2 separate regions of the Ctenopharyngodon idella genome follow, and region 1 is linked to region 2. Evidence: chromatin contacts called from public Hi-C data. All regions are on one chromosome and are shown on one strand. The core of a region is the stretch at or near the end of the contact, and the rest is flanking DNA. Distances in the headings are between cores, read along the strand shown.

Region 1 (4,218 bases), core at 778-3,277, 170 kb after region 2:
TTTCTCAACCATAACTCTCAGGTTTTTTCATTTGCATTTAGGGGATCATAGCAAAAGTTGCTTCTAAGAATGAGTGGGCTTTCACATGACACAAGGCCTACTCTTACAGGAACACAATGAATAGGGAGGGATGCAGACTTTTACTAGTAGGCCTATTATTTTCTTGCTATGGTTCTGCCAGCAGTGAGTTGATTGTATGCTGCATCGACCCAAAGGATAAACACATGCTGAACTGTATGAGTCCACCTTGTGGAATGTGCACAAAGGATTGTGGGTTATTGAAAGACGTGAAAGCTACACTTGGTGCATCCTTCAAAATGAGTTGAAAGAAGGATGAAAACTGCCTTCTAAGGATCCTTTAAATTGAGGCACTTCGGCAGCACTTGATGACATGGGTGCTGAGATATGCACCCTTACTTGGATGCAGCCTTCCATTTGAGAAGCACTTATAGAGTGCATTGATGCTCCCTGGTTGTCACGGTGCATTGTGGGACTTTTTAGGGAGCAAACGTTTCAGTGCACTTTAACACCTTAATTAAAAAACATTAACTAATTTTACTGGGCCCAAACTTTTGAATGGCTGTATAAACTCTAGAATTCAGTTTAGTAAAGGCTCAGAAATATTGAGCATAAAATTTGCTGTTGTATGAGACATTTTAATCATTTCTTCTCTCAAAGGTACCCTGGATCATTCATAATGCATGTAATCATGTCTGTGCACTCTGATACGTGGTTAAAATGCTCTTACACAATGCACCATCTGCTCTTTCAGGCAATGCCCTCCTGTGGGCAACGTGCCATTTGCCAATTCAGAGGTGGTTCTTAAAAAAATACATATGACATTAAACATTACAGCAAGAAATGTTTGCACACCTCTGCCCAATAGTCCTTCATGTAAATGGGTTGGAAAAGTAAATATATATATATATAGTTTTATAACTATATATTTTGAGTCTTACCCCAAGCAGTTACTGGTTTATGTGCTCTCTAGGGAGGCAGGATCTGCATCATAACCTGATGTGGCATGGAAAACCCCCTCAAGTGTGTCACTAACAGCAGTCGTTCATTCAGCCACTGTGACTGGCGTGTCCTCTGGGGTCCATCGTTATCCTCAAACCTCTAAACCATGCCACTTGTACATCTGCGGATGTTATAAATAACATTAATTCATTACATTTAGCTTGCCGTTATGTTCCAGTTCTCAGCTTGAGAAAAAAAAAATGATTATTGCAAAATAAACAACAACAGAAGCTATCAAAATCATGGAAAAAAAGACATTACATTATGGTACACGCTGAAGTTTAGAAGATGAAGTATTGAAGCTGAAATTTAGACTAAGAGTGTTTAACTAGTCTCCAGCCTAGTCAACAGGCCTTTCAACAGGTTGGCGGACCAGCTAAACCAGTAGAGAACCAATTTGGCTGGGAGACCAGCTAGACGAGCTTAAACTATCTAATACCAGCAAACCAGCTTAGGCTGGTTTAAGGTGTTGTTGTTTTTTTTTAGGTTAACTAAAACAGTGGAAACACATAATTTAAATATTCAAAATACATAAATAGTGGCTGATAATTACGTTTTTAGTAAATTAAATATAGGGCCCCACAGAATGTCTGAAGGGTTTTGAGCCTTAAGGGTTAGACTCATTTAAGGTGCCTCATTTCCAAAACAGTTGACAAGGCCAATAGTGGGACTACTGTCTCTTTAATAATTCCTCTCTAATGAAAATCCCTCGTCCTCCGCCTCCCCGTCCCGTGTGCGAAATTACGAACTCTACTATGTAAAAGAGACTTGGCTAATTAATATTTATTAGATCATGCTGGCGTTGCTTGGTAACCCCACTAACATGTGCGTCACAAAAGCTAATTAATATTCATGTACCAAAATACTCACCACATGATGATTCGTTGATTCGCCAGGTGATTAGCTCAGCGTCTGTATTTCGGCGAATCAGGTGGACCTACCGGGGGAACGCCACATTCCTTAATTAATATTCATGAGCTAAGCCTTCAGCATAGTATGATTGGTCAATTTGCGTGCGCTGTGCTTACGTACACCGGGGGTTCCAGGGATCAGGCATGAGTGACAGAGCTCGCCTCTGGGGGAAACGGAGCGACTTAAAACTGCAAGTCTCGCGGCTGTTAGTATAAAGCAACTTTTATCATGCAATGTAGGTTGAACCAAAACTTGGAAAAAGTTGTTTGTTTTTTAATGATTTGTTGAATGGAAATGGAGGCTGCACACTGGACTCGAGACGCCCAGTGGCTGCAGTCGCGTGACAACATTCTTCTCTCTCTGCTCTCAGTTAGGTCTTGATGAGTTTTTATCATACCTACCGATATATTACTATAAATATAATGTGAGTCTAAAAATATACTATTCTGTAGTCAGTGGCGTTTCTGATAATGTTTTGAATTTGTTGAATTCGTAGGCTATTGGCTTTTGGCAACATATGATTCAGTGATGCTCATGCTCTTTGAGGTGTTTTGTCATGCCTGACGTGTGTAGTTTCTATCTGGTCAAAAATCTAGTGATATCCATAATATATGGTTATAGTAGCTACACGTAAGTATAGGTTACAATTTTGTGTATTGTGACATATCTTCAGGTGGCAAGTATTTTTTTTTTTTTTTTTTCTTGGAAGGTCAATATTTTCTTGGGAAACCTTAGTGTAAACAGTAAGTATTTATAATAGAAACTTTTTTTAACAATACAGTAATTGTTACAGACACTAAATAGACATGAGGGACATTACATAAAGACTGTTTATGCAGACAATTGACCAAATAATCAATTATTACAATATCCTGTTGCATTGTGTTTTTGTTTGGAATAATGTTGGTTGTGCTGATCATGTACAGAACAAATGGAACCCAGCTAATAATGTGGGATATATTAAAATTGCTCATGAGCAAAAAATTAATATGTGATACAAACATAATTTATAAGTGTGTGTATATATACATTTAGAGATACAGACAGATAAGAAAGAAAGAAGACAGACGCACAGAAAAATAGATAAGAAAGATACTGTAGATAGACAGATAGACTAAAGCTCTTTGAAAGTTTGTTCTCTGAAGAGTTAGCAGTTTCTACACTCACCAATTTTTAATGTAATTTTGGCCCATTTAAACATCCGTTATGGGAAAACCATAGCTCTGGTTAGAAAAGATTGAATCAGAAAAGCAAATTGAATCAAAAAGTCCTAAAAACCCTAGTGCATGTTTTTACAGTAAATAGTATTGTCTTTGTCAAGGCATTATAATGACAAGCACTATATCAGAGTAATGTCACACACTGTCCAGGATTTGCAAGCTTGTTCTCTGAAATGCTGCCTATGAAGGCCTGATTGTTGAACATTCATGTACAGTATTACTTCAAATTCTTCCACTGACAAAGAGGGCTAAACTTAGCTGCTAACTAGAGGTCTCCCAAATTAGGCAGGGCGAACAGGCAGGTCCTCAGTGGTTATCTTCTCTCTGATGTCTCAGTGCGGACCTTGTGATGGCAGGAGAGAGTGCTGGTGCACGAGAGGTCCTCTTATCTTGGTTCTCTGAGAGCAATAAGAGCATATCAGGCGTTTCTCACTGCCACTTGTTCATTGTCTAAAGCTGCTCATAAAAAAACCTCCAGATGCCTCTGGATGTTTGGGATAACATTCTCTCAGATGCCATTCAAGGTTCGTTTGCAATAAAGAAATTAAGAATAAGAGAAAATTACCTCCTACCTTAATAACTACAATGTTTTAAAAGTTAGTATGACTTTAGAGTGATTTATTGCATCTAAAGTTATTGTATTAATGAAGTTACACTACTGTTCAAAGTTCTGGGGTCGGTAAGATTTTTTTAATGTTTTTGAAAATCTCTTCTGCTCACCAAGGCTGCATTTATATGATTAAAAATACAGTAAAATCAGTAATATGTCAAATATTTTTACAATTCAAAATAACCGTTTTCTGTTTTAATATATTTTAAAATGTAATTTATTCATTTTGTGATGGCAAAACTAAATTTTTAGTAGCCATTACTCCAGTCATCAGTCTCACATGATCCTTCAGAAATCATTCTAATATTATGATTTGGTACTCAAAAAAAACATTTCTTATTATTATCAATGTTGAAAACGGTTGTGCTGCTTAATATTTTTATGGAAACTGTGATGCACTTTTTTCAATATTCTTTGAAAGAAAGTTCAAAAGAACAGCATTTATTTGACATAGAA
Region 2 (4,233 bases), core at 1,222-3,721:
CGAAATCCTCTAAGAGAAGAGGAGCTTGAGTTTGTTGCACAGCCCTATTTGTTTGAACCGTGAGATGCGTCTAAGCTTACAATACTCCTACATCCTGCGTCATACATCAGGTCAGGGGGTTGCTCATTTGGCGCCAGTTGAGTTGCGCAGTATGCGTACGGTCGTCCGCCGGAAGCAATTTATATGAATTTATAAAGTTTTAAATATGGATATTTTTCTTACAAAAATGCATCTCTTCTTCTTTATTAACCCACTGGAGCCGTACGGATTACTGTTTTATGGATGGATGCATTTTTTTTTTTTTTTTTGTTCAAAATGCAGCCCCCCATTCACAACCATTATAAACCTTGGAGGACTAAGGATATTTTTAAAAATATCTCTGATTGTGTTCGTCTGAAAGAAGTTGGTCATATACACCTAGGATGGTTTGAGGGTGAGTAAATCATGGCATAATTTTTGGGTGAACTATCCTTTTAATACTTAATGTTTGTATTTATTTAATTACCGTTTTTGGACTCGGACATGCAATGCAGCAGGCAATGACATGTCATACATCTTGATGTATAGCTATGGCTTCCAAACAAAGCTATCCATCCAGAGCAGAAAAAGAAAAAGCGCCAAGAACGTGAAGCAGGTATGTATTTTTCTATAATATCTTAAATTCTTTAGTCTTAAGCCATGCAATGAATTCGTTTTAAAAACAATACTCAAGACCAGATCTCCAGATTCAGTATTAGCCTACTGTTTCATTAGAAATGCCCCATGATGAAATGTAATTTTCAGTTTGTGATGGTACACATCAATAATCAAAATGTTCTTAGAAATAAACACATTCCTGTTCAGCCATGCAAGCTATCATGTGACTCCTGTCAGCGCTTTAAAAAATGCACATTGGGCTAAAGTTTTCATATTTAGAGTTTTCATATTTCATATATAGAGAAACTGTGGCACCTGGGGAGTGTTTGGGAGGGTTAGGTGCCTTGCTGGAGCACCTCAGTTGTGGGTAATGAGAGTGGAAGACAGTGCTGTTCATTCACTCCTCCACCTACCTTTCCTGCTGGTAATGAGACTGGAACCCACAACCTTCTGGTTACAAGTCTGAATCTGCCTCCTATTATTCAAGAAATTTTCTATAAATGCTATGCAGAAAATGATTTTACTCCCTGAAAGATATCACTTCAAAGTACCATTGTTGTGTTAAAACGAAAGGGTCGTAGTTATTAGTTGGCTAAGTATGGTGGAACTTCTGGAACTAACATCGCTTACAGCGTTTTTAACTTTTTTTTTTTTCTTCTTTTTTTTTGTATTAAGTTAAAATGTGTTATGGGTCCATGGGGTCAAATACAAATAAGAAGATGATCAAAATTGAAAGAAAAAAAAGTGGTGTGTTATTTCATCTTTCTTTGTGTGTATGTTATGTTGTATTAACCGGCACATTGCTGTAGTAACATTCCATGTACTGTTTCTAAAAACCTGAAAGAGACCATAAAAGTTTTCTATTTGAATATATTTTAACATGTCATTTATTCTTGTGATGACACAGCTGAATTTTCAGCATCATTACTCCAGTCTTCAGTGTCACATGATCCCTCCAGAAATCATTCTAATATGCTGATTTGCTGCTCATTGAACATTTCTTCTTATTATTATCAGTGTTGAAAACAGATGTGCTGCTTAATATTTTTGAGGAAACTTTTTTTTTTCAGGATTATTTGATGAATAGAAAGTACAGACATTTGTAATTGAAATCTTTATTGTAAAAGTCTTTACTGTCACTTTTGTTCAATTTAATGCATCCGTGCTAAATAAAAGTATTAATTTCTTTAAAAAAAAAAAAACTTATTAACCCCAGACTTTTGAACATTTGGTAATGCAATAAAATATCTTTTATGTCTTAAAGGTATAGTGATCAAAGTCTAACTCCTGTATGTGGAAATAAATTGTCACTAAGTCTCTTTTAATTTCCCACTGAGGTCAGGCATGTGTGTGCTTGTCTAAAGAAAGATTGATTGGACAAGTGTCCCAGTTCGGATGCCAAGAAAACAGGTCTGCTGTCAGTATCTGTACAGAATCAATGATAAAACAAACTAGCTCTGTGATCCATGCCACACTATTGGAAGGTCCTGATGTTATAATATAACAACTAGAAAAGAATAACCACACTGGAACTCCTCAACTGACAGTAGTCTAATTCCTTGACCACGCTTTATAGAAAAGAAGAATTTTTCAATAACAGTTTGCACACAAGTAATTTCTTTCAATTTCAGACTCAAATTAACTTGTAACTTGTTGCAATTCTGAAGTCATTAAAAAGCTTGCCCGCTTAGCAAGAGAAGCAAAGGGCTATTTTTAAATCAGCAATGTACGCCCCCCTCCTTTCAAGCCAGCTCTTTGAGTGACAGCACAGCTGTGATAAACTAGTTCCTACCTTCATCCAACACAAGATTCCACTTCATAGGGAGACGGTGGGTATCTCTTCTCTTTCCCTCTCTATTTTAACTTCCTTTATGACTGCGCCCCTATCACCAGCATCTAGCTCAGGGTGTGGGAGGGGATCTGTGTGTGCTCAAGTGTGTATTTGTGTGAGAGACTCAACTCAGGTGGGCAACTACAAGGAACCCCAGGACATATACTTGCAGTAGTAGTCGTCTTCTCTGAGGGGGCCCTGTAATAACATGGACCGTGCGTACTGAGGGCACAGACCGCACCATGGTGGCTGAGGAGGTTATCATCACCCTATCCGGAGGAGCACCATGGGGCTTCCGACTACAGGGAGGAATCGAGCAGCAGAAGCCTCTGCAGGTCGCCAAGGTATGACTGCTGGAAACACGTCAGAATAAAATAAACTTAAAACTTTAAGTCATCACTTTAAGACTTTTAATGGTATGTCTGCCTACAATTCTTCAGTTCTAAGGAAACTTAAGATGTTTAAAGCAGCCTTAAGATGTAATAGATACCAGAAGCACAGGCCCCTGCACTCTGAGTGAGGTGTGGAACTGATCCTTTACCAAAAAAGCAGATTCATAGAGCTGTGAACTTTCAAATACCATCTGAACTGCAGACAACCCCCTTAACATTTTGAGCACAAACTGTACATTAATAGTAATAGTAACAATTCAAGGGTAGATTACCAGTAACAAGCCAAACTTGAATGATAATTAGCTGAAATATTTGATATGTAATTTATGACTAGTAGTTCATGAGAAGCTGTGTTAAGTGTTACTATAGTACATGTATCAATCATGTGATGTTGATTTCTGCTGTTATTTAGCAGATAGCAGATGTTAGTGAATATAATATAAATTAGGGATGTTGAACTTTGTACTACACACTGTTTTAGTTCATGACTGTCCTCAGCCTTTGAGGATTCAGGTCATATTTAATAACATTTGCCCTAATTAAATCTAGTTTGGTCCCATGCCACACTATGCTTGTCATCTCTCAAATAAATCAGTCTACTTTCTCCCAAATACATCAGACTTTGTTTTCTTTATACAGGATACAATGTCCTGCATATAATGTATTTACCAAGTAATGATAAAGGAGTTATACTAATTGATGGTGATGTTGTTATCATTGATTTTTGTAATTGTACTATTTTCTATCTATCTGTATAATAATGTTATCTGATCAGGGTAGTTTGATGTATCCATTAATACTGGCTGTCATGAGGAGTATTGGGTTTTTTTTATTGGTAGCTGGATGCTTGTCATCAAAAGGCAATTAGATTAAACTAATGGTATGGACACTCCCCCAGAACAAGATGCCGTTTACTAACAGGGCAGTTGCCAGATCCCAGTTCACCACTAGGCCCTGAACCTGTAACCTCTGCAGCTGTATCTCAAAAACCACAGGCAACCAAGTACAGGATTAGAATCAGAAATAGAAAACCAGATCACTGACCCATACGCCATGTTGCTTTAATCTGTTTCTTTTCACAATCAAAGTCCAAAGGAGTACACATACTATAAAATATTCAGTTAAGGCTAAGGTAGGCAATTTCGGAGAGGCTAGCAATAGCAAGCTAGCTTTGAAAGCATAAGATCCCACCCTCCCTTCAGAGCGCTCTCCAAAGCCACGTCTCCTCCAAAACACATGAACATGCACAGCCAGAGCAGAGTCTGCAAAGCTTCACGAGAGACGGCATTAAATTACCTCATGTCTCAAAGCACATAACATTACAATAATAATGAATGTAAACAACTTAAAGAGCTCTGACTTATACCACCTGAC

Evidence for each region. A called contact is a pair of places that touch in the nucleus more often than the background predicts.
Region 1: a Hi-C map of muscle shows a contact between it and region 2, with 2.0 times the contacts expected there. The contact joins the promoter of ldb3a here to the promoter of synpo2la in region 2. A contact is called at or near these places in 2 of 2 Hi-C or Micro-C datasets (both in muscle).

The regions. Positions count from the first base shown.
Region 1 is chr13:8,005,178-8,009,395 of HZGC01, forward strand. ldb3a (LIM domain binding 3a) reads left to right here and starts at 2,028. Exons shown (of 15, transcript XM_051916161.1): 1 at 2,028-2,167.
Region 2 is chr13:7,830,955-7,835,187 of HZGC01, forward strand. synpo2la (synaptopodin 2-like a) reads left to right here and starts at 2,472. Exons shown (of 4, transcript XM_051918106.1): 1 at 2,472-2,811. The coding sequence starts at 2,710.